Regions from separate parts of the Mus musculus genome. Here regions 2, 3, 4 and 5 are each linked to region 1. Evidence: chromatin contacts called from public promoter capture Hi-C data. All regions are on one chromosome and are shown on one strand. Each heading gives the region's core, a stretch centred on a gene start, on an enhancer-like site or on the middle of the called end of the contact. The rest is flanking DNA. Distances are from core to core; before and after follow the strand shown. Region 1 holds the start of Ckap2l (cytoskeleton associated protein 2-like). Region 2 holds the start of Dusp2 (dual specificity phosphatase 2). Region 3 holds the start of Fahd2a (fumarylacetoacetate hydrolase domain containing 2A). Region 4 holds the start of Bub1 (BUB1, mitotic checkpoint serine/threonine kinase). Region 5 holds the start of Ptpra (protein tyrosine phosphatase, receptor type, A).

Region 1 (6,008 bases), core at 1,874-4,373:
GAAGTGGGAGTGGGTGGGTAGGGGAGTTGGGGGGGAGGGTATGGGGGACTTTTGGGATAGCATTGGAAATGTAAATGAGGAAAATACCTAATTAATACAAAACAAAACAAAAACAAACAAACAAACAACCCAAAAACCAAACCTAACCAAACCAACTCTCTAGATCATGGGTATTACACTTAGGATTTTTAACCAACATTTGATAAAGACATAGAAATAAAATATAAATATTTAATTTAAATATTTATATAATAACAGTATAAATACTTTAAATATTAAAAATTAAATATAGATATAAATGAAAAATAAAACTGCATTCATACTGAATATGTAGATTTTCTTCCTTATTCTCTAAGCCAGACTACTTCCATGGCATTTACATTGTAGTGGGAACCATAAGTAGCTTAGAGATGATTTCAAGTTTATAAAAGGATATGCATATGCTGACAGGAGCCTGATGTAGCTGCCAGAGCCTGACATATACAGAGGTGGATGCTCACAGCCAACCACTGAACTGATCATGGGGTCCTCAATGGAGGAGTTAGAGAAAGGATTGAAGGAGTTGAGGGGGTTTACAACTCCATAGGAAGAACAATAATATCAACCAACCAGAGCTCCCAGGGTCTAAACCACCAACCAGGGAGTCCACATGGAGGGTCCCATGGCTCCAGCCGTATATGTGGCATCAACGGGAGGAGAGGACCTTGGTCCCGTAAAGGCTTGATGTCCCAGTGTAGGGGAATGAGAAGGTGGGGAGCTAGGAGTGGGTGGGTGAGTGGGGGGCACACCCTCATAGAAGCAGGAGAAGGAGAGATGGGATAGGGCATTTCTGGAGGGGGGGGTGAAGAAAGGGGATAACATTTGAAATGTAAATAAATAAAATATCCAATAATAATAATAATAATAAGGATATGTATGCATAGGTTACACGTAAACACTATTGTATTTCATGGAACATCTGGGGATTCTGATACCTACGAGGACGTAATCTGAAGTTGAAGTCTAGCTAGTGAAACAAAAGGAGAGATAGAACAGAGCTCAGTTTAGAAGGATTCCATCTCCATGGACCAGATCCCAAGTCTAACAGAGACTTGGACGAGAGAAGGCGTGAGGGGGCAGGCACGTCTCTAGCTTAGTAAGTCCTGTATCTTTACGCATTAGGAGTGACGGACAGGCCTGGGGAATGTAGGTCAGTGGCAGAGTGCTTGTTGTCTAGCATGTGACAGGCCCTGAGTTCCACTCACAGGACAGGGGAGGGTAGGAAGAGGGGAAGGAAGAAGAGGAGTGAGAAGAAAAGGAGACACAGAGAGGGAGGGAGGAGAGAGACATTATGGGTATGTTGAGAAAACAATTTTGGTTCATTTAATCCAGGAAGTAGAGGTGAGAAAAACCCAAGGTAAAATGACCTGGGCTAGGAAGATCTCCGGCATCCACATTAAATCAGGCACGGTGAGTATCCCTCTAACCCTAGGCACTAGGGGACAGGGATGAGTGGATCATGGGAGAGAGAGTGCTGGCCAGCCTGCTTAACCTAAGCAGTGAGCTTCGGGTTCAGTGAGCAATCCGGTCTTATGGGAATAAGGTGGACAGCGTTAGAGCAAGACACCCAAAATCCCCCTCTGGCATACACACACCAACCGAGCTACTCAAGTGGGAGGCAAATACACCCTGCTAAGCAAGAGAGAGAAATAACAGGGCAAAGATGGTACAGTGCTGAGAAAAGCAAAGGATGTTCTGTCCACCTCAAATACATGCCCAGGGAACACCAAAGGACAAGTTGGGAGGACGCTGGCATGCCACTGTTGTGGACTGACCATAACCAACTCTCCTGTCTTCGTAAGCACACACCATAGAAATGCCCTCCAGTTTCTTGATCAAAATCTGCGCTGCTGGGAACCAACTTTCCCAGGAGAAAGAAGGAACCAGAAGAGCTTCCAGAGATGTGGGTAACAGTGTAGTGTAGAGCCTTCCTTCCTTTGGAGACTGTTAGGAAAAAAAATGCTTAAATTTCTGCCAATAGACAGCACTGCCTAGGGGTTGCTGGTTTTTTGTTTTGTTTTGTTTTTTAAGTCATGCCTGAAATCAAGGACTGAAATGCTCCTTTTGTTATTACAGGATTCACCATGATGCAAGTCAAACAGACTGGAAACAGAAGGGCTGGTCCGTTCATTGCTGTTAGCAACCGGGGCAACAAAGCCAGTGTAACTATGGGAAGGTAAACTCACTTGGCGTTGGGGTCCTTTAGCTTTCCCTTGGCTGCCAGGTACTCCTGGAGCTTCTGCCACCGTTCTTCTGTAAAACATGGACACGAGCAAACACCAAAAACATTACAGAAAACCCTTTATATCTTTAAATATGATACTTCCCTGTAGCTATTTTGGCTTTGATAAAGTCACCAGTCCTGTTATGCTTGCTTTCAATACCAACGGTATCAGCCTGGTGCCAAGCTCTTTACTAAGCTGTTTACACTAACCATCAATCCTATGAGGTATTTGGCTGTTTGAAACTCAGATGAAGTGACAGGCTTAAATTTACCCACTAATGTGCAGCAAAGCCAGGATTTGGAATCAAGACTTTTTTTTTTAACCCTTGAGTTACAAATTGTGTGCCTAGGACGGTGCGCAGAACCGCAGGCCCATAAGTGAGGACAGAGTGTGCATCTCAAAGGTGACACGGGGGAGGGGCATACTGGAGAGGTAGAAAGGGCTCCAGGTCCCTCGGAGGCCAGGGTTCACAGCATCCTTAAGCCTCAGCCCACAGTTTATCAATCAACCTCCAGACAGCGCACATTTTATCAGTGAACCTGCAGAGACTCGGACTGGGGCCGAACCTGCCACCTGACTGCTGTCAAAGTTCTGGCCATAACTAGCAATGCAGGGGTGTCCCCCTGCGGCAACGGAGCGCGCCGCTCCTCGCCGTGGCCCGGGTCCAGCGTCCTTAACCTAACTGAGCTCGGGGGAGACTGAAGCAGGCGGGGGAGGCCTGGCAGCTTCTGGAGGCTGCCGACCACACTTACCCGCGGCTGCGCTGGCAGTGGGGCCGGGCCCCACCATGGCTCTACGGCGACAGTTTCTTCCTTCAAAGGGCGCGCCTTGTTCTAGTACGAGAACCGGGCGCCCGTCTGGACGCTCCTATTGGCTTCCGCGACTTTGAAATTCGCCAATAAAAAGACGGAGAGGGCGGGATAACAGGAAATGGACATTCGGCGATTCCCACTGGGGACCTCCCCTGAGGCTCTGCGATTGGAGAGTTTCTGAGAAGGCCCGCCCTATGGCTAGGTCACTTCCGCAGCGGTGCCTCTGAGGTGGGAGCTGGTGGGTGATGCTGGCTGGCGGAGGAGTGGCTCTAATTGTAGCCAAATTTGGGTTAAGGACGGTTGTGACAGTTGAAGAAACGGGGAGAAACAAGCCGGAGCCTAAGTCTCTGTGCTATCAGTTAGGCTGGCTTTGGCTGCAAATAATAGCATGCCAAACGAAAATGGTCCGTATCAGTTATTGTTCTCATTCTTGTAGCCGAATACCGGACAGAAACAACATAACTCCGTGTAGTCCCTGAGCAGCTCGCGGGAGCTGTCAAAATGGCGCAATCTGTCAAAAGTGTCTCAAGGGAAGGGCATCCTAAGACACAGGAGCTCAGGAGCCACACAGCTCTGAGGTGGGACAGTGTCCCCTTGGAAAGGCACCCTGAGACTCGGAAACCCAGAAACCACAGAGCTCTGAGGGTCAGAAGGTATTCCTGTGGAAGGACACCCTGAGACATCAGAGCCGGGGAACCACACAGCTTTGAGAGGAAGCCTCGTCAGCTGAGGCAGTGCAGTTCCCAGGGGAGGGTATCTCCAGCTCAGCCCAGGAGCTCAGGAGCCTCTGCCCCGCTCCACTTCTTTGTTTCTTCCCTTCCTCTGTCAATTGCTTCTTGGCTTCTTCCAACGCGAAAGTCATATGAGGCAGCAAATCTCGTAAAAGATATTTATTGGAGAAGGATGTTATGGTGGGAAGAGAAAAGGGCAAGGGGTTAGAAGAGTTTTTAAAAGAATAACAAAGATTTCCTAATAGAAAATGTAAAGAACAGAATTATATAAATTTAAGAATGGAAATAAAACATGGAAACATAATAGTTTATTTAAACAGAAAAACATCTACAAGGTAAAGTTAAAATGCTAACAAAGGCCTGCTAGAAAGAAAAAAAAAATCATGAAGGAAAGAGAAGGAAAAGGTTATCACTGGCATACCTAAACATTATCAGGTGAGTGAAGGAGAATAAAAAAAAAATCACAAAAGTTTTTGCTTTTGTTTTTGTTTTTTAATATGATAAAAAGCGCTGAGATGGCTGGGGTAAGGAGCATGCAGTGCTCTGGCAGGCCACCAGAGTTGGTTCCCAGCACCCATATTACATAACACATCTGCCTGTAACTCTAGCTCCATAGGGTCTGACATCCCGACATCCACTTGTGTGACAAGACTTTCCCTGAGGAGATGTAACACATGGCTACTTACTGCAGACAGACAAAAGCTTGGATACCACCAAAGCTCAACACGTCTTATCGGGGCTATGTACAAGAATTTGGGTGAAGGGTTACTGCACATTTCAGGTGTTCAATTATTGTTTCTGTGAATTTCCAACCCCACTTTCTAAAATAGAGTCTATTACTCCTGATTCTGACTTTCTTTTTCATTAGGTCACAGGAAAGCAGCTTCTAACCTGCTGTATTGTCTCTAAAACCACTACTTGGTTTTGGTGGTACATTATATGGTGAGTTTGTATGGACATCTACATCGGCATACACATGTACTGAATATGGATTGTATCCTTTAACTGAGCCTGGAAATATTATAATTTTCAGTGCTATCTATCTGTGAATACTGGCAGCTAGCAAAAAAAAAAAAAAAGAAAGAAAAGCTATGGAACCTGAATTTTTTTTAAATGCATTTTTTGGGGAAAACAACAAAATGTAGCAAAATATAGTAAGATAAAACAGAAATCATCATATATAAGTTGGACAAGCTATGCCAACAGAAAAATGAAAGAGCTCCAAGAGTAGGCAGAAGAATCAGAGACTTACTCATTTCCATTCAGGAGTCCCATCAGAGCATAAACTGAAAGCTAGAGTGTGTGTACAGAAACCTGGGCAGACCTGTGTAGGCCCTGCGGCTGCTGCTTCAGGCTTCAGGCTCTGTGAACGCATATGGGTTTTGCTCAGTTATTTTAGAAGGCCTTGTTCTCACATCCCTTCTGTCTCCCCGACTCCTGTCTCCATTTCCACAGGGTTCCCTGACCTCTGAGGGGAGGGATTTGATGGTGACATCTCCTTTAGAGCTGTGTGGAATCCTGGTTTTGTAAGGTGATGCTAACTTTAGTGAATTACGTGAGTGCTGACCAGTTGTCCCTAACTTTTAGGCAGTGAAGTAATAAAGACAACAAATAACAAAAACCCCTTCACTGCATCACAACAAAACATAACAACAACAAAACCCAAACCATCCCATTGCAAAACCCAAACAGAAAAGATAACAAATAAATACATCAGCTCAAACCTGTTTTATTTAATTATGATTAATAATAATGAGTTGATTGTTATTGTTGATAGTTACATGACACTGTGGTTTGAAAAAAAAATTGGAATCCAGGGGAAACACTGATTACATTCTAGAAAAGAAACTTCAGGTATCAGTGATGTGGTTGTCACAGTTAAGCTCTTTCCATCTTTAGATGGTTGGTGTTAGTTACAGGTGAGACTGAATGATGTAAGAATACCCAGACAGCTTTAAGGACGGGAGGGAGAAAGACTGACTCAATTATCATTTTAGATGCACAAAGTAAACAGCACAGATTAAGATCATGATGAAAGGGCTCCCAAGTGCAGGAATGTACGGAGAGCTTCGTGGCTGTGGAAAAAGTGTAAAAGTCTGTAGCATGGAGCTCTAGAGGAGACTACATCTAACTGACCACCTAGAAAACCCTGCTGCGAGGGTGCCGTCAAGCTCAGAGGATTTAAGGATGTTCCATAAATA
Region 2 (6,008 bases), core at 1,210-3,709, 2.0 Mb before region 1:
CAAAGGCAGAAGGCCAGTGACGTCTAAGCAGCCATCCAAATAAATGGTTACAGAAAAGAACAACACAGGGAATCATCACTTCTTCCAAATGAGTCCCACACGGTCTTAATTAAAGAAAGAAAAATAAATAAAACCTGAGCCTCAAACTCACTTGTTAGGTCTGTTCTGTAACAGCCAGGCCATGAACAACCTTAAACAGAAACCAACCGTGTGGTCACTTACTGTCTAGTGAAGAGGCACTTGGCAGCCTGTGCCAGCAGCCATCCTGGCTGGGGCCCCATCTCATGTTATCCCCAGCCGATGTCCAGAGTCCTATCTCCTCTTGGCAGGCTTCCAGCGAATGGTTCTGGACAAACAGGGTCCTGAGGAGGTAGCAAGGGGTGGCAGACAACCTACAGATGACTCATTGGTGGCGGCATTGGGGGGTGGGGATCTTCAGTCAGAACAGGAGCTGGGGAGGGATGTGGGCTCTTCTACCCCAGCCTTGGACTTTCATCAGGTGTTGAAGGTGGGGGTTTCCCCCTGATTTGGGACTCCAGCAGAAGATGAAGGCAAGCTCCTCTTTTATGGTTCAGTTTGGCTTCTTTGAGTTCATCTGTGTTTGTCAGAGCTGAAAAGGGTACCACGCCAAGGACAGTGGCTTTGGGGTGTATGTGTGACAGATCCGCATTGGCTCATATGCAAAGACTGAGGCACCCAGCAGACTCTGAGGGACACACTCTCACCCTGCCAGGGGGCCCAGCAGCTCAGTTCAGCACTGGAGTCAGGGGCTGGAGTTTCCCACAAAGCTAAGTTGATTTCACTCCTGCTGCAGGGACCTCAGCTAGCAGGGCCTCCCCTCTTCTCCACAGCTGGAAGGCTGTGGCTCCAGGCATGGCAGGTGACTCTGTTCAGCAAGACTAGACATGATGGTCCCCCTCCATGCTCTGTAATTTGTCCCTGGAATCAGCCATTAAGTCATCTGTGAGGCTGATGCCAAGGATAAGAGCCCCCTATCAGCTTCAGGGATCTATGGTCCAGACTCCCTGGCTGGGCTGCCAGTTGTGCTGTATCAGCCTCCAGACAGGCTTGGTGGGAAGGGACCCAGGCTGTGGCCCTGGAACCAACTTGCATGACCGTGCCACTGAGACACAAGTCCATGACTCCTGGTCCAGGAGTCCTCGTAGCTCTCCCTGGCATTCTGTATCCCCCACAAGCCCCAAGTTCCCCAAATCAAGAGGAAAGGCATAATATTTTGCTCGAGCACCTATATACCTACCATACCTTATGTTAGGGGTCCCCACAGGTTCTAGCCACAGGCCTCCAAGAAACAAAGGATCTGCAGGGATGCTGGAAGGGTCTTAGTAAAGGCAGAGGATTGGCTCAGGGCAATAAAGATTTGGGAGGCTGGGTTCTGAACACTGTCCCCACCCGCCTGCTTCAGTTCAGCCACCTACCAACTTTCTCGCCCCCAACGCAGGAGTGTCCCGGGGGGCCCACGTGCAGCTGGGCCTCACCACATCCGGGAGGGGGGGGCGGGCAGGCACTTGAGTGGGGGAGCACAGAATGGCTGTGAGTTACCCAGTTTTTCATTCTTACAGTTTGGTGTGGGACCAGGGCCTGTCCCAGAGGGGTTTGTAGCTCCTAAGGGGTCGGAAGGGAACAGGTTCTGTGAATAGTCCTTCTTCCCCTGAAATTCCCGCCAGGCCTGGCTATGCCCTGGGAGAGCCCAGCATCGTCAACAGAGTTCCTCTTTAGCCCTGGCCTGTGGCATGGGAACTACTTCTTTTTAGGCTCTTGGGGGTTTCCCTGGGCCCCTGGGGAAAGAAACTGTCCCAGTCATAAGAGGAAACTCGTCACAGGCCCCTGCGCCCCTTCCCCATTAAAGCCCCTCCCACCCCACCCCACCCCCGCCCCTGCCCCAGGGCTTTGGCTTTCCAGGACTCCTCCACCTGGGCCTGGGCCTGACATGGGAGAATAGGACAATTTCCTGACGGTTGGTGTCTTTCCTAATAGTGTATCATTATGGGTAGCAACAGGTAATTTGTCCATTTTTGCTATCGAAATTCCTAGAATGAAAACCCTGGGAGAAAATGGGAAAAGTGAGGAAGCTGAAGACCTGAGTAACTCAAAGGCTCGGTGCAGCTGAGAGCTGAGTTCCTAAGCACTTAGTGGCTTGAAGCCTGGCAAAGAGTGGGGAGCACTGGGGCATATACACTGGAGAGACGTGGGTGGGGCCTCTAGACTCCAGGCCGACACTTGTCACGGTCTGGTTCCCAGTTTCTTCCCCCGCGTGTCCCTCCCCCTGATGCCCCGCCCCACCCACCCCCTGTCCGCTCAGGGAGCCCCGGGGGCGGCCCAGCCAGAGTCCCACGTGAAGCCGCGGGGGCGGGCACCGGCGCCTTCCTGCTCTACCCTTGTATGGTGACCCGAGGGGCCAGCCCTCGAGTATTTAAGCCCGGGCTCGACGAAGAGCCCCCAGAACCGTCAGCTCCCGCCACACAGACACCGCGCCGCCGGAGCCGAGGGAGAGGACATCCGGAAGCAGGAGGCTTTGCGATGCCGATCGCCATGGGGCTGGAGACGGCGTGCGAGCTAGAGTGCGCGGCGCTGGGCGCGCTGCTGCGGGAGCCGCGGGAGGCCGAGCGCACGCTGCTGCTCGACTGCCGCCCGTTCCTGGCCTTCTGCCGGAGCCACGTGCGCGCCGCGCGACCGGTGCCCTGGAACGCGCTGCTGCGGCGGCGTGCGCGCGGCACCCCCGCCGCTGCCCTCGCCTGTCTGTTGCCCGACCGCGCACTCCGGGCGCGCCTGGGCCGCGGGGAGCTGGCCCGTGCCGTGGTGCTGGATGAAAGCAGCGCGTCTGTGGCCGAGCTCCCGCCGGACGGCCCCGCTCACCTGCTGCTAGCCGCACTGCAGCACGAGATGCGCGGGGGACCCACGACCGTGTGCTTCTTGCGAGGTGAGCCCGCGCCCCGCGCCCTGCGCCCTTCGCCCCTTCTCCCATGTTCCGCGCCCCGCGCTCTTAGCCCCTTGTCCCACGTTCCGTGCCCCGTTCCCGACCTCTTGGCTAATCATACCCTTTCTTGTCTTTCCCACAGGCGGTTTCAAAAGCTTCCAGACGTACTGTCCGGATCTGTGCTCTGAAGCTCCTGCCCAGGCCCTGCCTCCTGCTGGGGCCGAAAATAGCAACTCTGACCCGAGGGTTCCGATCTATGACCAGGTGAGTTGATATTCGAATTTGTTGTCTTCATTGTGCATTCTAGAGGGATGCCTCTGGAGAACGCCAGTGGGGAAAGACAGGGGTGTGTTCCAATATACATTCCCAGATGTGGAGAGTGTTTGTGTGACCTGCAAATGGTGTGAACGTGTATATATCCTCATACAGACTTTAAGGCATATGTGGCACAAAGTGTCTGAACATATGTCCCCTTGTGGCCTCAAGACTTTTAATTCTGTCCTTGGTCAGAAGGCCTAGAGCTTCTCTTGTTTCTAGCCAATCCAAGATGTCTGGATCAAGCCCTCCAGCACAAGGCTGAGTGAGGTCTCACCACCGTCCCCTTCCTCCTCCAGGGTGGTCCTGTGGAAATCTTGCCCTACCTGTACTTGGGCAGCTGCAACCACTCCTCAGATCTTCAGGGCCTGCAGGCCTGCGGCATCACAGCAGTTCTCAATGTCTCTGCCAGCTGCCCCAACCACTTTGAGGGTCTTTTCCATTACAAGAGCATTCCAGTAGAAGATAACCAGATGGTGGAGATAAGTGCCTGGTTCCAGGAGGCTATCAGCTTCATAGGTAGGGGAGCCTCAGCCCAGGGTTCTGTGGGAACTGTAGGGGAGAAGGTACAGGCACCTGATTCCTCTGTCCACCTTCCTGTCTGACTCTCGGCTCCACATTTCTTTTTCAGACTCGGTGAAGAATAGTGGGGGCCGGGTGCTGGTGCACTGCCAAGCTGGCATCTCTCGCTCAGCCACCATCTGCCTGGCATACCTGATTCAGAGCCACCGGGTACGGCTGGACGAGGCCTTTGACTTTGTTAAGCAACGTCGGGGAGTCATCTCCCCCAACTTCAGTTTCATGGGGCAGCTGCTACAGCTGGAGACCCAGGTGCTGTGTCACTGAGGCAAAGCCCAGCCTGGCCCCACCCACAGCTCTGGCTTTGACTGACTCCTGGGGGAAGCTGCTGTGGCCCAGCTCCTCCCTCCTCATCTTGCCGTCCCACTGGGGTGCTAGGAAATCCAGGATGACGGCTGCTCTGATATGGTGCTCTTCTGAGGTGGCATAAGGGCTGGCCCTTATTTGCTCTCCCTCCTTCGACTTGCAGAAATTAATTTAATTAATTAATTTACTATATTAAAGCCCTTGGTCACCCAAGGGCTCAGAAAACAAGCTGTGACAAGCAGAAACCATGTCTAGGGGTGTGCAGCCCTTGACCCAAAGCTTAAGCCTTGTGCTCCCAGGGGAGCCAGGAAGTGACGTGTGTGTCATGTTACGGACATCTGACTTTTGTGTGTGTGTGTGTGGGCATCTCGCTGTAATTGGTGCTGAAAAGTTATTTGTGTTCAACTGACATTTAACGCTCTCTCCCCAACTTCCTCCCGGCCCTGTGGGCCAGGGAGGGGCGTTGGAAACAGCACTTTATATTTATATAGAACATTGAGGTTGTGTCAATAAAAACAGTGTTTTGTTTAAAAAAGAGCAGTACCACATTGTCTGGTCTCAAGTCTGTGCCTGCGATGGCTGAGTGGTCTGCCTTGGCCTGGGCTGGCCTGGGCTGGCCTGGGCTGGCCTGGGCTGGCCTGGGCTGGGCTCTTTCCCATACAGGTTCTAGCCTGTGGTTGAACTGGGAGGGTTAGGAAGGCCGAGGTCGGCCTCAGCCTCACAGCGGCTCTGTGCATCCCTGATCAGACCCCACATTTACCTAGTGTGTGGTGTGCAGGTATGTGTTGACTGAGGGCATTTAGATCAGAGGGCACTGGCTCCCTGGATGAAGGGTGCATAACCTACCCCTGGCGCCCATTTTCTCTGCTCTGGGTAAAGCACTCAAGAGCTAGGGTTGTTCTGAGCCTTCCTCAGGAATTGTATCAGTTTTTTTTTTTTAATGAATTATTTGGAAATCTCACATCAAGCACCCTGATTGTGCTCACCTCCCAGTTTTCCCACATCTGCTCCCTCCCCTCCCCAGGATGTTCTGCCCCCCCAAAAGGAAAAGGTAAGTCCATTTTGTTTTGTCCATATATTCACTGGAACATGGTTGAATTCTTAGTGGCCCACAGGGAGGAGGAGGAGGAGTCTTTCTTAGCCTTTCTCCATACCAGAAGCCATCAACTGAGGAAGAGCCAGTGAGGGGCGGGGCCAGCTCTCCCACACCCACACCCACAGACTTTAACGTGTTTTCAGGCAGCCTGCCTTAGTGGTAACCACAGGCATCAAGTGGGCTGGCCATATCAGAGCCACTAACCTATTCATGGCTCACAGCAGCTGTCCCTGGGCAGGTGCTACAACATGGCCTCAGGTGGCTACAAATGCCGCTCGCAACAACATGCTTCCACCTGAGCCCCCCTCCCCACCCACCCCAGGCAGCAAAGCCCAGGGACGTCAAATCATTAGTCAGAGGCACAGACTTGCATCTCCATCCTGGGGCAGCAACATGGACTATAGATACCAACATGACTTCCTGAACCTTTAAGGTGGTCTAATCCAGAAAGCAAACCTTTCTTCATCTTGGGCTTCCATGGTTGCTCAGAGCTAGCGGGATTTCAAGGCCAGGCAGAAGGTCTGGGGAGCTGAGTCTGCATCAGCATAAGCTCCAGGCTGCCATTCTGCCAACCTTCCTGGGCAATGACAGCGTGTCCACCAGCCCTCTCTCATCCGTCACCACCATCAATCACATCTCCAGTTTCGCCTTTCTCCGTAGCACACACACACTGCTTAGTTTTTCTATGTTCCCCACTATTCATCTTATATCTGTTTATTGTACTGGTGCCCGCCTGTACCAGGCCATGAGGCAGGCAACCCTACCAGTTTCTATTGG
Region 3 (6,008 bases), core at 1,299-3,798, 1.9 Mb before region 1:
TGCCTGGAACTGTACCAGTCTCATGTTTCTGGAGGGTTGACAGGGCCTCTTCTGAACCTGCAGCAGAGCTGAGAACAGCCTCCTCCTCCCAAAGCCCAGCATCAAAGCCTAAAAGGAGAGAAGCAGCCACAGGAGACAGAGGACTATAGAACTGTCATGAAGATCCCTTCATGAAGGAAAGAAGCAGCCACAGGAGACAGAAGACTATAAACCGTCATGAAGATCCCTTCGCTCCTTTGCCCCAGCAAGCAGTCCCAGCATGCCACTTGGGAAGTGCTCGCACAGGTCATTTCACCCTGTCATACTTCAAAAAGCCAGAGTACAGATGACTAGGCCAGGCTTTAAGCTAGCTCCGGGGATCCCAGCCTTGCCTCAACCAGTGTTTCCTGAAAGTTCCCACCACTGCAGGCAAGTGGGAAACACAGCAGGCTAACTCGGACCTGCCGTCTTGCATGTGGGGTAACAGATATGAGCGACTGATGTACACAGGCCTCAGATGTTGAGATGATGTTATGAAGATGGCCAGGCCGCTACCTCTAGCTTTTAGAGGATGTCCCCCTTCACTGGGGAAGGCTAAGGTGTGCAGGACTAGGACTCAGCCCCAAGTTAGGCAAATGGCTATTGCTAGAAATGGCTTCCCAGCTACCTCATGCAACTTTTAAAAATACTTGGTCCTGTTGCCTTTTGAGTTAAACACTTTCTTCTGCTCACATGCTCAAGCTAGAACCCCAGCCAGCTTGGCTTAGGAGCTACCCTCCATCACCTCTAGTAGGTACCAGTTTCTGCTGCTGGTGAACAGGGAGACTCAGGGCACCAAGAGCCCAGATACTTGGCTTCACACATTGCTTAGCTATCTCCCTGGGTTCAGTAGCAATGTCTGTCTCTTTAACTACTGAGCCTACACTGTTGCTGCTGTGTATGGAACACAGGCTTGCACTGCCTCTGTCCACTGAACAGATGGAAGGTGCAAGGGACTTGACTTTTCACTTCTTGGAAAAGCCTAGTGATGATCAACTTTGGGACGTGGCCCATGTCTTCCTTCTTCAGATCCAGACCTCTTGGATACCATTGAAAAGGTTCAGGGCCTGCTATGAGTTCCAGGCTCCACCCAAAGTTAAGCTTCATTATCGTGCTGCCTTTGTTTTTAATGGTACAGGTGCCGGCCTGGAAGGCACATGCTAGCTTGAGCTATTCCCCAGATAATCTGCACTCTATATCCTCACTCATTCCCTTTCTTTGTCTTAATCTAGGTCTGGTCTTCATTCCCTGTCAGAGTCCTCTCCCTTCTGGATAGCTTTCTTTTAAAACCAGTGTGGGGCTAGGAAGACAGCATGGCTGGTAAAATGTTTCCACTGAAAGCCTGAAGATCAGTTAAATCCCCAGAACCCACATAAAAAAGTTTGTACACAGTGGTCTATGCTTGTAATCCCAGTGCCGGATAGGTGGAGACAGGTAGATTCCTGGGGCTTGCTAGCCAGCCAGTCTAGCCTAATTGTTGAGTTTCAGGCCAATGAAAAACTCTGTCTCAAAGACTAAAGTACGCGTACGCGCACACGCACACGCACACACACACACACACACACACACACACGTCTTTATACTAAAAATGAGAGAGACTGCTAGACGTAGCTCCGTCAGTTCAGGGCTCTTGGTCCTCACCTGGTTGAGCCAACCTACCCTGTTCAGGATCACCAGAGTGCCAGCTTGCAAGTCTGGCCAGAAAACCAAAGGCTTTCCATCTCCTGCTCTGTCGTTTTACACAAGTACCGCCATGCCACAGTCCAAAGGCTGGTCCAGCATATGTGACCAGTCACACCATACACTAAAACAGTACTGTCCCAGGGAAAGCCAAGTGTCTCACTTGTGAGGTCTACTATAATTCTCTTGACGGTGGCTTGGCAGGTGCTGCTGGTCCAGTTTTACAGATGAACAAGCCAAGGCTTGGATAGGGTAAGAGGGGTTTGGTTTGCCTAAGGTTCAAGGGTCTTACAGCTAAAAGAAAATTGGCATTTGAATCCATGTCTAGATGACATTGAAGTTCTTAATTCAAAAGCAAGATACTTCTCAAGCAAGATAATCTAGTTTCAATCCTGCCTACTCCTCTCAGGTCCTAACTGCTACCAGCCCATGGTCATGGCCGTGGAGGTAAGGCAGAACACCTGCTCTCTGATAACTCTAAGCCCCGCTGATGATGAATCTGTGACGGGCGCTCACAGGTTATTTCATTCTCTCGAATCACTATGACTCGCAGCACAAAGGTCCCTTAGCAAACAGCACAGCAATGGGCAGCTTGAGGCGCTGCGCCGTGCGTGTGACCCTGCTGATCTGGGAACCGAGGTCAGCCACTCGGCTCCCAACGTCCGGTTCAACTCCCTCTGAGTTGGCCTAGCCTCAGTTTACCTGGTCGTTGCAGCCGGACTTGTCCGGCTTCCTGCGCTGTCAGCGGACGCCTGCGGAGCCGCAGGACAAGAGGGGAGGGCGGAGAAGCCACAGCCAGTACCGCTGCAAGCACTTAACTCTTCTCCAAGGAATATAGGGACCGCCCCTTCGCAGTCGCGATATGGTGACGTCACGAAGCTGTCGCCACCAGGAGGACACCTGCTTCCTCCCGGAAGTCCGCCCTCCTGCTGTTAGGTACTTCTTTTAGCCACAGAACTTCCAGCAGGTGCCTAGTGTGTGCATTTGGGGAGACCGTGGCTGGCTCCAGGGTGACCCTGGGATACCCAGGCTCGGAGAGAGCGCATCCGACCTTTGAGCTTCTAATTCTGGCCAGGCGCTGCTTCTGGGCCAGGCACCTACTCATAGTTGTCCAGGAAGCACTCTGGTAGACAGTAACAAGTAGTTTTGTGCTCTAATGTTGACCCACCAAGGACAGGGATGTCTATATGTGTTGTATTCGTGGAGAAAACATAAAGGCTAGGAGTGATTTTGCCCATGATGGCTCCTGAGCCAGTAAGGGCTCGTCCAACCACTTATTTAGTTGTCTTGGCAGGTATGAAGCGATTCTGAAGGCAAAAGACACTTGTGTCCTTCCTTCAGCTACTGGGCTTTCCCCCATGAATCTTGTGTGCTGGGGGAAAGAAAAGACTGAAGCTTGTGTGTGCCAGCTAGAGGAGGAGTTTTGTCACCCAGTAAGCTATATCACAGATTTGGCAACTGGTCAGACTATCTTGTGGGATAGACTGGAACTGAGATAATGGTGGATCAATAACCGGCAAGACCACACCTTGACCAAGACTGCTTAGTTATGTACACCACTTGCTTTCTATTTGAGAATCTGAACCTCATGTCGGGACTCCAAAGATGGACTTTGGGGAGTCACTGAACCTTTTCCCCTTTCCTTTCTTGTCTTTTCTCTTTTCTTTCCAGTGTGACCACATTGGCAAAGTCGTAGCCAGCTTTTCACCATTTTTTCTTTAATGCACACAGTGAAGACAGATGGTGGCCTGTCTACTTTTTAGGCTTGTCAGGGCTCACCAACTTCACCTACTTGTAGCAGCACCCTGTTCTTCACGAACCTTATTTTAGGGGGAAAAGGGTGTGTGTGGGGTGATGGGCAAGTCCAGGCAGCAGGCATTCGGGTGGAAACATCCTCTACAACCACACCCCGAGTCCTCTGGCCTATGAAAATGTAAAGGGGACTCTGAGAAGGAGCCTCCTAAGTGAATCAAGGTCCAGACAGAGCATCCGAGGCTTCCATTGCCCCAGGAAGAAGCACAGGCTTTTATTAGATTCCTCTTATTTTTTCCCAGTGAGGCTTTTTTTTTTTTTTTTTTTTTTTTTTTTTTTTTTTTGGTTTTGGTTTTTTGAGACAGGGTTTCTCTGTGTAGCCCTGGCTGTCCTGGAACTCACTCTGTAGACCAGGCTGGCCTCGAACTCAGAAATCCGCCTGCCTCTGCCTCCTGAGTGCTGGGATTAAAGGCATGCACCACCACACCTGACTTCTTTTTTCTTTTAACACCAATGTTTTCAATCCTAGAAAAAGACCAGGGCTTTCCTTCCTGTGTGATTTTGTTTTTCTTCTTCATAGTTCATGATGTCAGCTGAGGTTGACAGCACAATGAAACCAAACCGATGTGACAGGAGCAGGCGATTTTGCTATGCTCTAGGTCTTGGAGCTGCACATCAAACCTGGGACTCATCACTCCATGGTTGCTTAGCCTGCTTGTGGGGTTGACAACATTCTTCCTAGCTCTGATATCAACGATTACAAATTCTCAGGTAAAATCAGGCTTCATCCTCACAGTTAGAAACTGGACAATAACTTCAGAGCATGCCAATAAGGGACTGACATCTGCTTCTTTCTTCAGTGTTGTTGATTGTCTTGAGAGTTCAGCCAGGACATTCATGTGTACTGTTGATGGTGGCATGGACGGCTGGCAGAAAGAGAGGAGGTGGGCTGGAGAGATGGCTCAGTGGTTGAGAGCACCTGCTGCTCTTTCAGAAGACCTGGTTTGAGTTTCAGGACCTACATGGTGCCTCACAACGAGCTGTAACTCTAGTTCTGAGATATCTGACACCCTCTCTGGCCCATATAGGTACTGAGCATGCATGTAGTAAACAGACATGCATGCAGACAAAACACTCATACACATAAAAATTATAAAAACTTGTAGAGAGAGAATAGGAGGGGCTGGCTCCTTGAATTCCCCACATACTTTTCTTGCTGCTGTAACAAAACAGCTGGCATAAAACTTAAGGAAGAAGAGGGACATTTTGGATCACAATTTGATCCAAATAGATCACCATGCAGGGAAGAGTGGTGACAGACACCAGAGAAAGCTGGCTATACCATGGTAGCAATCAAGAAGCGAAGAGATGAATGCTGGTGCTCATCTTTCTTTGTTTTTCTGCAGCCCAGGGCCTTAGGCCACAGCATGGCATCACCCAAAGTTAGAGTGGGTTTAACTAAACTTGATCTTGATAATTCCTGACAAACATGCCCAGAAGTTTTTGTCTTTTCAGCGACCCTAGAGCTGTCAAGCAGACTATCAGTACCACCCAGGCCTTATCTAAATGCACACAAAGCCTTTGGAAGGAACTCAGCTGAGGTCCCAGGGCCAGGCTTGCATTTGAGAAATCTAAATCAAGGAAGTTTGTCTGGGGAGGAGGAGTAGAGCAGATGAGAGCCACGGGCTGTGCTTCATGGTGGAGATGTCAAGTGCTCAGGAGTGTTCAGGAGGAAGAACTGGCTGTCCCCCACGACAAGAGGAAGGCTCAAGAGGGAAGGACATGCCACTCTGACTCTTTAGCCGTGGAGCCTCTGCCACCCGTGGAAATGCATCTTCTGTGGGGGGGGGGGTTGGGCTTGGGAGAGGATGACTAGCCTGGTTTTGGATAAGCTGCAGGTCACATACCTTAGGGACACCCAAAGGCACTTCAGGATCCTGGTCGGAGACGGGAATCCAGAGTGAGGCTTCGGCCTAGCTTAAAGAAGCTACGCCTAATTATAAAGGGGAGCCATGGAGGTAGCTGAGATGACGGCGTGAACTCAATCTCATACCAACCTTCCTCTAAGTCTCGGCCAGAAAAAATCTGAAAATCTAAGATGGGGAGTAGAAGGAAATCTTTACAACTCAGACAAATGGCTTGCCTTCTGCCTCCACAGAGAATGCTCAAAAGTTGGTAAGTGAAAATAGTCACACTGAATGGATCATTGGACAAGAGATTTATACAGATGATGTCACAGAAGAGACACCCAGAACGTTAGGATGGAAAAGATACTAAAACACGTGATCATCATGAAAATGCAAAGCACAGTCACAGCGTGACACCCCGTGCACCTACTAAAGTGACCAAAAATCCCTCTTAAGTATCCACAGCATTGGGAAGTACGGGAACTCGTGTGTACTGCTGACAGCATTAGAAACTCATACAAAAACTGTTTGCTTGCTTGTTTGCTTAAGACACGATTTTTCCACGTTGCCCTGGCTATCCTCAGACTCAGGGAGACAAGTTACCTGAAACTTCCTGTGCTGTGGTTAAAGGCACGCACACACCACCACCAC
Region 4 (6,008 bases), core at 1,424-3,923, 1.5 Mb before region 1:
AAAGCCAGCCAATTGTTGGGCACCCCTTTAATCCCAACACTTGGAGGTAGAGGTAGGTGGATCTCTTTGAGTTCCAGTCCAGCCTGGTCTACACAGTGAGTTCCAGGATAGCCAGGGCTACAACCCCCACCCCCTTCCAAAAAACCAAAACAAAACCAAAAACAACAACAGCAAAAAAAAAAAAAAAAAAAAAAGGGGAAAGGACCAGAAGTAAAACATTATATTTAGTTATCTACCTGAAATTATACTTACAAATTTTAAGCAATAATTGATGAATCTTGAATCATTGTGGTAGTTCTTCTTATGTAAAAATTCCTTCATTAAATGTTCTAATAATGTCATCAAGTATTCTTTATTGTCAGGAAAATTCTCTTCTACCCACTTTATAAAGCTAGAAAAAAATACGGATATTAGTTTTCCACGGATATTAGTTTTCCACAGGGTAAAATATGGTTCCTTTGTTTAAAGGAAAACAAACAAACATGCACTAACCTTTCCCATTCTCCAAGTGGGTCATTACCCGTGTAGCTTTGCATATGGGCTTCAAACATGCTAGAATAGAGAAGTACACACATGAAAGAAAGAATAATTCCTAGATGACAAAGATATATTTGATTCTACATTATGTTATCTATGTACTAGAGAATGGAAATCTTGACTTCAACAACCCAAATATCACATAAAAGAGCAATCATTCAGAAGTGTTCAAAAAGTCAGAAACAGTATTTGCTTCATAGTCTATCTAGATTAGTTGATCTCCAACGTCATTGTCTTATTTCTCAAGAGCACAGCTAAGTTAGAGGGTTAGACTAAGATCCAAAGAATGCCTCTCCTTTTGGTGTGATAGCCCCAGTAATTCAATTCGGAGTTTCCAGAGACTGTTGGCTTGAGTCCAAATCTAACATTGTCCCAAAGGAAGAGCCCATGATGACAATGCTCCCAGAGGACTTTGCTTCCCTTACTTCCATAGTACCTAACCACAGCTTAAGAAGTCAGGCAAACAAATCAGGGCCCAATGACCTCAGATGCTAGTGGGATAAACAAACACAAACATAAAAATAGTACCATGTTTCGTTAACTATTAAATAGAAAAGGGGGGCAAACTAAAGGAGTAAGAGTGGGCATATGTTATACTTAAGGACTTGTTAGCTAGCTACCACAGGCATGTTAGGGAAATCATACAGGCTGACAGAACTTGAGCAGAAAGAGTCAAATAAAGTGTGAAGAGAAGAGGTGGCAAGCTCTATCTGCATTTTAAATGTCTTCTTTGTTCCTTCACAAAAAGGAGCAGGGCTGGAACCATAAACAGTAATGAGTTCAGAAGTTACAGCAAGTAAGGGTGAGAATAGTATGTGTACAACTTTGGAGAGAGGATACATGGCAATTAACTGTATTCTCAGTATGCATCAAGTTGAGAAACAACCATAGGTTTTTAAACTGAGAAATGATAAGATTAGGAGAAAAAGAATTTAAAAGTAGTATTTTGGTAGATGACCAGAAAACTATATCTCAAAATATATTTCACTGGCAAACTGAAATGATCATTCAGAGAAACTGCAATGGTTTTCTCATAATTTAGTAGAGATTTTAGCAATTTATTTTTAAGTCAACGATTCTCACTTTTTCACTTTGGATTCATTTTGGATTCTTTTTAGCATGTTTGAAATGTCAGCACTACTTCTGTGTTTAGAAGTTCTTATTTAGCAAAATAAGAAATACAAATATTTGTCCAAGATAAACAAACATTGAATAGCCCCACACCAACCACACCTCCTGGGAAAATGGCTTAAACATCAAATCATTAAAATAAATTAGTCTTTAAAAATCAAAATACCTAGCTTCTATTTTAGAACGGGGAGGGGAAATCCTTAGTCGATCTGATCAAAAATTAAATTGCTTAACGCCAACAGATTTTGGATATCTTACTCTTAGAATACCTAAAGAACTGATGAAAATAAAATTGTATTTCTTGTAACATCCGATTTAACAGTTTTAAATGGCTTAACATCACAGGCTGAGTAAGTCACCTAAGCGCCCGCCCCCAGACCCCAAAACAAAAACAAATAACCAATCAGTGCCTGCAGGAAGCCTCAAATGACTTAATAGCAAGCATTCCCCCCCCCCCATAAAGTTCAGCTTTAATTTTTTTCTTACGTATCAGGCAATCGAGAAATAATAAATTCTTTCCTTAGTTGGGTGGCATTTTTATCAGACTTTGAAATTTTCTCCAAAAATCTCCACCACCACACAAGTTTGGGTTTTGAAGGCGGGGCGTCCCTCGCGTCTAGAGGAAGTTCCCCATGGAGAAGATACGTGACTTCAGAAGGTTCCGCAGACTGCCCAAATCCTCGGCACAAAACGGTAGCCGGCTGCAGCTTGCACGTCTACTCGAGTGACCCGGGGGCTACCGCCTTGGCTGAGGCCTGGTGCAGCGAACCCGCTGAGGAAGCGGCGCTGAGGAGAAAGCGCGCCTGAGGGACCCGGACTCTAACCGTCCCGACCGGCCCACCTCACCGCACCTGACCGACACTTACCGAAAGACATTTTCTAGGTTGTCCATGACGAGAAAAAACGCGCAGCGGCGAAATACCCCACCAGCCGCCGACCAAACTCCCCATCAGCCCCTAACCCCGAGTCTCGAAGGCCGCCGGCGATTCGAATTCCCCGCGCAGCCGCACTTGTGATGTCGAACGTGGGCAGCGCGCCTGACTATTGGTCTCCGCTGCGGGAGAGCTGGCCAATCGCTGCGGCCGTTGCTGGGAGACAAAGTCCCGCCTCCGTCCCCGCCCCCTCCGTCCCTAGCCCGCAGTTCTTTTCATTTGCCTTTTAGTGAGTCCTATGCTAGGTGCTGACTGAGCTAAGGTTTGTTTCCATTCTAGTGAGACACTAGCCATGTTTTGGCATAGAGTTATTATTATTACTTTTTAAAAAACGGTATAAATGGCAACTGGCTTACAGTATTACACTACCAGGCCGAACGTGACGATTCTGTGACTGAAACCCCTTTGAGTCCTCTTGGGTCTTGAGAGTCACTCACGAATTTTTGTCCTCTTTGCTTAACAGAAATGGCATAGCTGGTGAGCTGGCTCGGTGAATAAAAGCATCCACAAGGTGGAAGGAAAGAAAACCAACTTCCTCAAGTTGTCCTCTGATCTCCACATGCATGCCGTGGCACATACTCATATAACAAATGAGGAAACCACAATCATTATGTCTGGTTCACGAATGAAGACAAATAGCCATGTATATGTGTGTGTGTGTGTGTGTGTGTGTGTGTGTGTGTGTGTCCATCCAGAGTTTTATGGGATCCCATGCCTTTGGCCTCTGCCACACTTGGTTCACATAAAGGCACACCCACACGTATTTGTAAAATATTCATAGTAATTTTAAAGAGTCCGGAAGTCCAAGAATAAATATTTAACATGTTCATGTGCCCTGAGAGTGAGTTGAGAAATAATCTAGTCTTCCCTGCTTCTTGAGTTTTAATAACTTCCCACTTTGCCTCTCTAGGGTCACTTGACCAAAGCAAGTAGAACATAAAAGACTCATGCGATTACTACCTTCCTGTTTCTAAAGGTCCTGGGAGTTTTTCAGCTCCTTCAAGTTGATAAAAAAGATATTGCAGCTTCTGGACAGATAGACATTTTCTAACCTAGAGAAAAGAATTATGAGTGATTTCCCATTTGATTTCCTAGAATCATCTAACTAGAGGAACATTCCTGACATGTCTTTATAGCTGCACACGAAAATATTGTCTGTGGCCATGATATTGGCAGAATTGGTAAACACCACTAGAGGGAGTTCCAGGTTCTTGCATTCCTCGTAGATAGTAGCAAGCAAAGTAGATTAAGAATACACTTCCAATGTTTGGCTGCTAACATCTGCCTCTATTTGTAAGGCTCTGGCAAGGCCTCTCAGGAGACAGACATATCAGGCTCCTTTCAGCATGCACTTCTTGGCATCCACAATAGTATCTGGGTTTGATAATTGTATATGGGATAAATTCCCAGGTGGGACAGTCTCTGGGTGGCCTTTCCTTTAGGCTCTGCTCTACACTTTATCTCCATATTTGCTCCTATGAGTATTTTGTTCTCCAAGAAGGACCGAAGCACCCACTCTTTGGTCTTCCTTCTTGAGCTTCATGTGGTCTGTGAATTGAATCCTGGTTATTTTAGGGCTTGTATCCACTTATCAGTGAGTGCATACCATGTGTTTTCTTTTGCGGTTGGGTTACCTCACTCAGCATGATATTTTCTAGTTCTATCCATTTGCCTTAGAACTTCATAAATTCATCGGTTTTTGTTGTTGTTGTTGTTTGTTTGTTTGTTGTTTTTTTCGAGACAAGGTTTCTCTGTTAGTCTTGGCTGTCCTGGAACTCACTCTGTAGACCAGGCTGACCTCGAACTCAGAGATCTGCCTGCCTCTTCCTCCCAAGTGCTGGGATTAAAGGCGTGCACCACCACGCCTGGCAAATTCATCATTTTTAATAGTTGAGTAGTACTCCATTGTGTAAATGTATCACATTTTCTGTATCCATTCCTCTGTTGAGGGACATCTGGATTCTTTCCAGCTTCTGGCTATTATAAATAAGGCTGCTATGAACATAGTGGAGCGTGTGTCCTTATTTCATGTTGGAGCATCTTTGGGTATATGCCCAGGAGTAGGATAGCTGGGTCCTCAGGTAATAGCTGGGTACATAATGGCAGCATTCGTTAATAATGCCCTCAAGTCAGTCCTGTAGTGTGTAGCTCAGTTATCTGAGCCCTGGATAGGGTGTTCAGGAGGCTACTGAGAGGCATGTGCCCTTGGGCAAGTCATTAAACATTGTTGGTTATTCATTTGTAGAAGCAGCTTAAAGGAAACCTGAGCACAAATGCCCAAGATTATGCTGTAACTCACCATAAGCCACTGCATGTGGAATGCCCTATAAATGCTTTGCTGAGGAGGAGGTGAGTCTGTTGCTCTTCCCAGGGCCAGGTGCAGTGTGCAGAGAGAAGCCAGAAACAATTTTTAGAGACTTTCTCTTGTACTGAAGACCTTGTACAGCTCTTGGGGACGAATTCAGATTCCCTCTCCAGTCTACTGCAGACCAGTTCATAATTTTCAGAGGCTAATCACTGTTGGCTTCGTTCATTCCATTTTTTCTGGTCTATGTCTAGTGGCCAGTCTCTTGCCTTGGGGCGGGTACGTCTTTGTAGGGCTGTCTAGAGGCTCCTCAGGGCTGTGGAGAGGGCAGCATCTTTGGTCTACTGTGCTGCCTGTTAGGCTGAAGGCTTTGGGAGGAAAGGAAAGGACTGGGAGACTTTGAAGAGGCAGAGGAGGCAGCAGTCAAACCCCTCAGGAGGCTGCTGAATGGGGTGGGGGAGTAGGCACCTCCCTCCATATTAGATCTATGTAGTCATATCAGCAATGTAGCCTCACAGAGGTTCCTGCCACACACCTTCTCCACTGCATTTGGTTGGTCAGGAGTAGTTATCTTTCCTACACTAAGCCAGTCAAAGTTGTACTAGAATTGCTGTAACTTGAAATAAAGGGGAAACAAAGGTAGTTTTTTATGGTTGGAGCTGAGAACAGTGAGGCTGGGGGCTTGTTGGCCTCTGTTGTTCTTACTTCCAGGTGGGCTTTGGTCTGCCTTGAGAATGGAGAAAGAGAACTGCCCTGAGAATGGAGAAAGAGAAGAGAGAGAGAGAGAGAGAGAGAGAGAGAGAGAGAGAGAGCCGAGACAGTTGGTTCCAGTGGTTTGTGATGCCCTTCACAACAATGATCTTCTCCAGTTATGCCCAAATTTCCCTTGAGTTTTGCAAACTAAAGCATTTTCATTTTGCTGAAAAGAATTCAAACAAGTTTTCATTGGTTTATAACTGAGAGTTAACTGGATAATAGCATTGGAGAGTGATTGGATAACGTGACTGAAAGAAGTCCCATTTTGCCTTCTCTTTCCCCCTCTCCCTCTTCCTCTCTTCACATACACATCAAATATACATATGGGAGTGTGTATATATTAGCAC
Region 5 (6,008 bases), core at 1,673-4,172, 1.2 Mb after region 1:
AATGGGCTGTGCTCTTCACTATCACAAGTTAAGAAAATGTTCTACAGCTAGGTCTTAGGATGGCATTTTCTCAATTGAGGTTCTCTCCTTTCAGAAGAGTCTAGTTTGTGTCAAGTTGACATTAAATTAGCCAGCATATAAACTATAGAGTTATTTGCAGCTATTTTCCTTGTGTGTGTGTGTAAAATGAAATAATGAAATACACTGAACTTTTTGTTGCTGTTTTCTTAGAAATATTTTTCATACACTATATTTTGATCATGTTTCCCCTCCCCCCAACTCCTTCCATATCCTCCCAACCTTCTACCCATTCAACTTCATGTTTCTTTCTCTCCCTTCGTTGGGGGGAGGGGGTAGAAGCAAAAAACGGAAAATCGAAACTTTAAAAAAATCAGTAAAGCACACACATACAAACAAACAAAAGTGGAGTGTGATTGATTATACCCAGTGACACTTTAATTAAAAGAACTAATTTTCCCTTTCCCAGCACTAGTCAATTGCAAATAGCTTCTTTGTTGGAAATAAGACTTTGTATCTACTTACTCATTTCAGGAAATTTATAGATATTAAAGGGCACATTTACTGAGTTTTCACAAGTTTTCACTTATAAATATTCATATCTAAAAATTAGGATTGGGTTCTTGGGGGCTAACTAAAACAGAATACTTGCTAAATTTGTATGAGCCCCCAAGGTCTTCATCCCTGCAAAATAAAAGTCAAAAGCAGAGCTGTTGTTGTTTCAAGTTCTTACTTGCACAACTAAAATTAGTATAAAATATCTTCCTCCTTGAGAATTGTACAAGCAGGCCTGTGTCAGTGGTCTGGGATTGGATCAAGTCCTATCTAAGGGTTTGGGTTAGGATTTAAGCTTGGGGCCAAGTATGGAAGAGCTTCTAGATTAAGTTACCCATGGTGGCCATAGAGTAGATGAGGTCAGAGAGCCTGCCTGGTCTTAGTTACAGAACTTCAGCAAATGACCCTCAGAAGATGGGCAGTAAGTAGCCTGGGAAGGTGCTTGGTTTTCATTTATTTCAATTTTCGTATTTCTTGGCTTCATTTTCACCTTGGCACTTTAGTGAACATTCTTGTTAGTCTATTACCCATGTCCACCCCAGAATGTTTGCTCCTGAGAGTTGACATCTCTGACTTACTCTGAGAGGTGTCCAGTGCATGATCTGCATTCAGGACATAGAGAACAACTCATTGCTTCATTTACTAGACAGAAAGGTAGGCAGGGAGGGGAAGTGACTTGGACTTTTGAGGGGAAATGGGGCTCCTTTAATCCTATCCTTCAGCCCTGCTATTCCAGTTCTTACCTGCAGGCACCAATGCAGCAGAGAACAGGGAGCTCCCACTTATCTTTCTCTTGGTTCCTTTTTTTCTATTTTATTTTTCTTCCAAGATGGCTCTTGATTGTGCTAATGGGGTAGGGAGCTCTGAAAAGGACCAGGAGTCATAGGTTAACTGTAAATAAGAAAAATTTCAAAAAAATTAAAAAAACAAAAAACCCCAAAACAAAACAAACAAACAAACAAACAAACAAAAAACCGAAAGAAAGAAAAAGAAAGAAAAGAAAAAAAGTTTGCTGGTAGGGTTTGCTCTAAAGCCAAGAGGCTGCTTTCTTAGCCAAGAACCAGTATTTTTCAGATTTGTTTTGTTCTGTGTTGGTCTTGTTTTGTAAAGTATTGTGTTCTAGTGAAAGACCCAACTTTTCATTTGGTCACTTTTCAATTTGCTGTGTATTTGCATCCCTGATAGACTTTGTACTTTCTAGGAAATGGGCTTCTGGAACTTGTAGGAGGAGCGGACCTCATTGGCAGGAGTCTGACATTTAGGAGACAGGATAGAGGTCTTGTAGACTGTCACTGAGATGGCCCTGAGGAGGGAGATCAAGAGTCACAAATCTTAACTCAAGGAGAGGTTTTTACTACCCAGAGGGAGGAAGTTTAAAGAAGGCCCGCTTCAACGCACATTTGCAGGTCCTGGCTCTGGTCTGCGCACACTTACTTATTCAACAAATAAAGGAAGGGTGTTTGCATAGAGTTCTAACTTGGCGCCCTAGGTCTAGCAGCATCCAAAGTGCTCTAAACTGAGGACTGCTACCTTCCGAAAAAATCGACTTATGGTTCCTAGAAGCTAGATGCACAAAGAACGCTGTTCGCTTCCCTGGTCTCTCTCAGCGCTTTCAATCTTCTCCTGACCACTATGCATGTATCAAGAAGTATCTCCCCGCTCGCTGCGGAGCACCGTGTGCTGTGCTTCCATCCAGCTCTAGAGAATCAGGCCCAGCTTGCACATCTGGAAAGCAAGAGAGATTTCCCTAGGGTTCGGGTGGGGATGATGTGGGCTGGTTTATTTAAGATGACATACTCAGAGCTAGACCGGTCCTAGGTACTAGGCAAATTCTTCTCGCAATTACATCCTTTAAGTGCCTTACAACTAACTCTCTCTCTCTCTCTCTCTCTCTCTCGTGTGTGTGTGTGTGTGTGTGTGTGTGTGACAGAGAGAGAGAGAGAGAGAGAGAGAGAGAGAGAGAGCGAGAGCGCGAGAGAGGCAGAGGCAGAGGCAGAGGCGCGGGGTGTGTTAGAGAGAGGATCACATTTGGAGAAGGATGGAGATGGCTTTCGAGTGCCTGAGTTCACCAGTTGGTGTGGCTTGTGCCTGGTGTCAGTTTCCTCATCTGTAAACAAGGAAAAAAGCCCATGCCCGGGGGCCTAGGACCGTGACTAGGTGGGAGACGTGTGCCAGGGGAGGATAGGGAGCGTCCTGTCCTGTTACCCGGAGACCCCCAGTGCGCCCGGGGAACTCCGCGGCGCAGCGGGGCGCGCAGGGGTGGGGCTCACGGAGGCGGAGACGCCCGCCCGGCGTCAGCGAACCAGCGCCCGCCTCTCAACGGCCAATGACGAAGCGCCTTACAGCCCAGGCCGCGACGGGAGAGAGGCTGCGGCGAGTGAGGCGCTGACAGGGACTCGCGGGGGCATCTTGCACAGACCCCTGGACCACGCCGCCATCGCAGCCTCCAGCCCAGTCCTCTCTCTGCCGCTTCTCCTCGCCATGGAGGCGAGGCCGCCGCCGCCGCCGCGGGGCTTCGAGCAGCGGACCGGGCGGCGGCCCTGAGGGGAGCGGCGGGCCGAGACGCCGCCGCGGTCCTGAGGCGGAGCTGCCGTGCGCGTCCCCCGCGGTCCCGCCCAGCGCCGGGCTCGGTAAGCGTTCGCGCCTGCCGCCGTCGGGAGGGCTCGGGGAGGTGGGGTGGCTCGGCCGCGCGTGGGAGCGGTCCCTGGATCCTATCCTGGAGGAGCGCCTCTGGCTTGTGCATCCTGGCACCGTGGACAGGGGGAGGGGGTCCCGGAAACGTGCGGGACACAGACAGGCTGGAACTTTGCGGACGTCCTCCTCCGGCCCGGGCCAGGGCGCTGCCGTAGTTCATTCTGAAAGAAAAAAACTTTGAGCAGCGAAAATGGGATTTGCTCAGGTCCATTTAATGGGAGGAGATAGGTGGCACACGCAGTGACCATCCCACCTCCCACCTTCCCCTTAAGACCCCTTCCTGGTCCTACTCCCAGGCCCCTCTCTGCCGCCCATTCCCAACTGTTGTGTATGCTTAAGAAGGAAAATATGGACTTAAGCTACCCAGAATTCAAAAGCAGCCACTTGGGAACGCACATCTCCTGTGTTTACTTTCAGTAATTCTTAAAAATTGCCACGGGGGGGGGGGGTTGAGCCCCTAATATTTCCTAAAAATAACAACTACAGAGGCAGAGATGATCCTGTCTATTAGAGGGTTTTGTTGTTGATAGTGATGATATTTGTAGGACAAGCAAAAAAATGTTCCAAACCCTCTTGGACAGAGTGTGATGTCGGCCGAAGCCCTTGGCTAGGATAGGGAATTTCTGTTGAAAACCAGCCTCATGTCCCCGGCTATGGCACCACTTGTTACCTGCTAACTCTTGAAGCAGCCAGAGAACCAAAAGATGGTGGATGAGGAAAGACTGGGACAGGATGAACATCTTTCTGTCTGGATACTCCTTTCGAAAACGTAGATCAGACGCTGTCATTTGTGTGCTTAAAAACTCCTTCACTTTCCTTCCTCTGTGAATGAGATGGAGGAAAACCCAGATGCCTTACCGTTCCCTACAAGGCTCTTGGCAGTCCTTCCTGAACTTAATCTTTGATGGTTACCTCAGTCCTCTCATTCTCCTTTCTCTTCCACGCTGTGTTTAGCCATTCGGAGCGGCTCGGCCACCCCCTCATATGTGGGAGGGTTTTGCTTTCAGGGTCCCCCTTCTCACCCTTCCTTGCCTGGTTCCGGGCCTTCCTTGTTTGAGAAGCTTCTTGCGGACCGGCTTCTTCTGGGTCCTGTTTAAGACTTCCCTGATAGAATTCGTCCTAGTTATCTTGAAGCCCCTCAACCACCTCCCAAGAGAAATGTTTCCTAGTGTTTCCTGGCAGCCTGCTTGGAGTGTGGGTTGCCCATACCGGGACTTGCAGACTCTGATTCTCTATGTCTACACGGCTGTCACACCTGGGAGAAACTGGCAGGCTTCCCAAAATCTTACCTGCTTCTCAGCATCTGCCTGACTATCCCTGAAAAGCCAACAACTCCTCAGTTACCTTTCTCCTCTCTCTGCCCCAGTGGCCCCATGGTCAGATCCAGGAGACTTTTGACTAGGTACCTTTTAACCACTGATCATTATCTGGGTGAATACAGAACCAGAAAAGCAAACCCCTTGGTTTAGTGCATTCATATACCACCTATTTGCCAGCCACAGTACTTGAGATGCAAAATGAAAGTGAGAAAGTCATATTCTTATCTTTGAGAAGATTACAGACCAATGGGAGACAGGTGGATATAAACAGTTACATCATAGGTGCTACTAGAGTAATAATAATTGCTGTTTTCTGTGTGCCTGTGACAGGCTATATAATAAATGCCTTACATGAATTATCTTGTTTAATCTTTTCAGTAATTATAAGGGCTCATTCTGACTCTGCAGGACTTGAGTGAGCAGATGGGGGCCTAGTCAGATCTAAATTCTGACAGTGTTTCTAGAGCCTCCGCCTGGGTAGTCTGGAAGGGCTTTCCTGGGAGGGGATCTTGTGATCCTAAAGGAGGGATCTGCACATTCGGAGAGAGAATGCAGGCAGTCTTGGAGGAGGGAAATTCTTAGAATTCTAACTGGGAAGAAGTGTAGCTGGCCTAGAGGGACAGAACAAGATAGGATTAGGATCAGAGTGAAGGCTTCTGTTGTTGTGTTAGGGTCATTTGGAGACTTTATGGAGCCTCATGCTCACTGATAACAGAGAAGTTTAGGAGGCAGTGGCCCAGACCCACAAAAGTAGAATATACTCTTTTAGACCCAGAGAATGATTATTCCTCTTGAGAGGAATTCTTACTCGGTTTGGGAAAAGACAAAGCATCGGAGAGGTAAATTCTAGCAGTCAAAAGGAAATGTAGAGAAAGAAAATCCATTCTCTTATCTCCTAACACCTTCCCAAGGATGGCTGAAGTTGCTAGCATCTGTGGCCTTTTATAAACCCTCCTTCTTTATAACATTCATCTACTCCCCCCTCTGGCCATACCAGTCACACCTTACTTCTTAAATGAGCACATGTTTAGGAAATCACTCTGTGTTAGCATAAAGTATTGTTTACTCTTTGTGTTGACATTTCTTTTAAAAAACTTTTTTTTAAATTAAAAGATGTATGTGTGTGGTTATTTTGCCTATATGTATGTCTGTGTACGACTTGTGGGCCAGGTGCCCTTGGAGGCCAGAAAAGCTGGTGGAGACCCATGAACTAGAATTATAGACTGTGATCTGCCATGTGGGTGCAGAGGATTGAACTCAGGTCTTCTGGAAGAACAACCAGTGTTGACATTTCTTATTTTGTTATACAGCTCTAAAGTAAGCTGTTTTTATCTGTACATAGGACTGTTACATGTGTTTGTAACTAGTCTTTAATTGAGTTAAACATTTGTTCCTAGGTTTTTCTCTTATAAGAATACAATG

Evidence for each region. Promoter capture Hi-C pulls out the DNA fragments that hold promoters and counts their contacts.
Region 2: a contact with region 1 is called in a promoter capture Hi-C map of liver, with 3 times the contacts expected there. The contact joins the promoter of Dusp2 here to the promoter of Ckap2l in region 1. A contact is called at or near these places in 2 of 39 promoter capture datasets (liver and pre-B cells).
Region 3: a promoter capture Hi-C map of liver shows a contact between it and region 1, with 2.3 times the contacts expected there. The contact joins the promoter of Fahd2a here to the promoter of Ckap2l in region 1.
Region 4: a contact with region 1 is called in a promoter capture Hi-C map of embryonic stem cells, with 2.6 times the contacts expected there. The contact joins the promoter of Bub1 here to the promoter of Ckap2l in region 1. A contact is called at or near these places in 2 of 39 promoter capture datasets (embryonic stem cells and hippocampal neurons) and 1 of 115 datasets of contacts at active chromatin or transcription factors (embryonic stem cells).
Region 5: a promoter capture Hi-C map of erythroid cells shows a contact between it and region 1, with 6 times the contacts expected there. The contact joins the promoter of Ptpra here to the promoter of Ckap2l in region 1. A contact is called at or near these places in 2 of 39 promoter capture datasets (erythroid cells and liver) and 1 of 115 datasets of contacts at active chromatin or transcription factors (astrocytes).

Annotation. Positions count from the first base shown.
Region 1 is chr2:129,294,089-129,300,096 of GRCm38.p6, forward strand. It overlaps Ckap2l (cytoskeleton associated protein 2-like), which reads right to left and starts at 3,124. Exons shown (of 9, transcript NM_181589.3): 1 at 3,017-3,124; 2 at 2,226-2,292. The coding sequence starts at 3,053. It overlaps Gm14023 (predicted gene 14023), which reads left to right and starts at 3,282. Exons shown (of 5, transcript NR_040371.1): 1 at 3,282-3,314; 2 at 4,676-4,749. Il1a (interleukin 1 alpha) reads right to left here. Exons shown (of 7, transcript NM_010554.4): 7 at 5,522-6,008.
Region 2 is chr2:127,333,700-127,339,707 of GRCm38.p6, forward strand. Dusp2 (dual specificity phosphatase 2) reads left to right here and starts at 2,460. Exons shown (of 4, transcript NM_010090.2): 1 at 2,460-2,938; 2 at 3,078-3,199; 3 at 3,550-3,769; 4 at 3,882-4,678. The coding sequence starts at 2,539. The coding sequence ends at 4,096. It overlaps Gm46762 (a long non-coding RNA gene), which reads right to left and starts at 1,852. Exons shown (of 3, transcript XR_003953899.1): 1 at 223-1,852. It also overlaps a transcript of Astl not described here.
Region 3 is chr2:127,442,017-127,448,024 of GRCm38.p6, forward strand. It overlaps Fahd2a (fumarylacetoacetate hydrolase domain containing 2A), which reads right to left and starts at 2,549. Exons shown (of 8, transcript NM_029629.2): 1 at 2,401-2,549; 2 at 1-108. The coding sequence starts at 102.
Region 4 is chr2:127,829,186-127,835,193 of GRCm38.p6, forward strand. It overlaps Bub1 (BUB1, mitotic checkpoint serine/threonine kinase), which reads right to left and starts at 2,674. Exons shown (of 25, transcript NM_009772.2): 1 at 2,535-2,674; 2 at 493-552; 3 at 253-391. The coding sequence starts at 2,560.
Region 5 is chr2:130,447,356-130,453,363 of GRCm38.p6, forward strand. Ptpra (protein tyrosine phosphatase, receptor type, A) reads left to right here and starts at 2,923. Exons shown (of 21, transcript NM_001163688.1): 1 at 2,923-3,203. It overlaps Gm52562 (predicted gene, 52562), which reads right to left and starts at 4,215. Exons shown (of 3, transcript NR_165481.1): 1 at 4,180-4,215; 2 at 3,938-4,089; 3 at 430-3,428.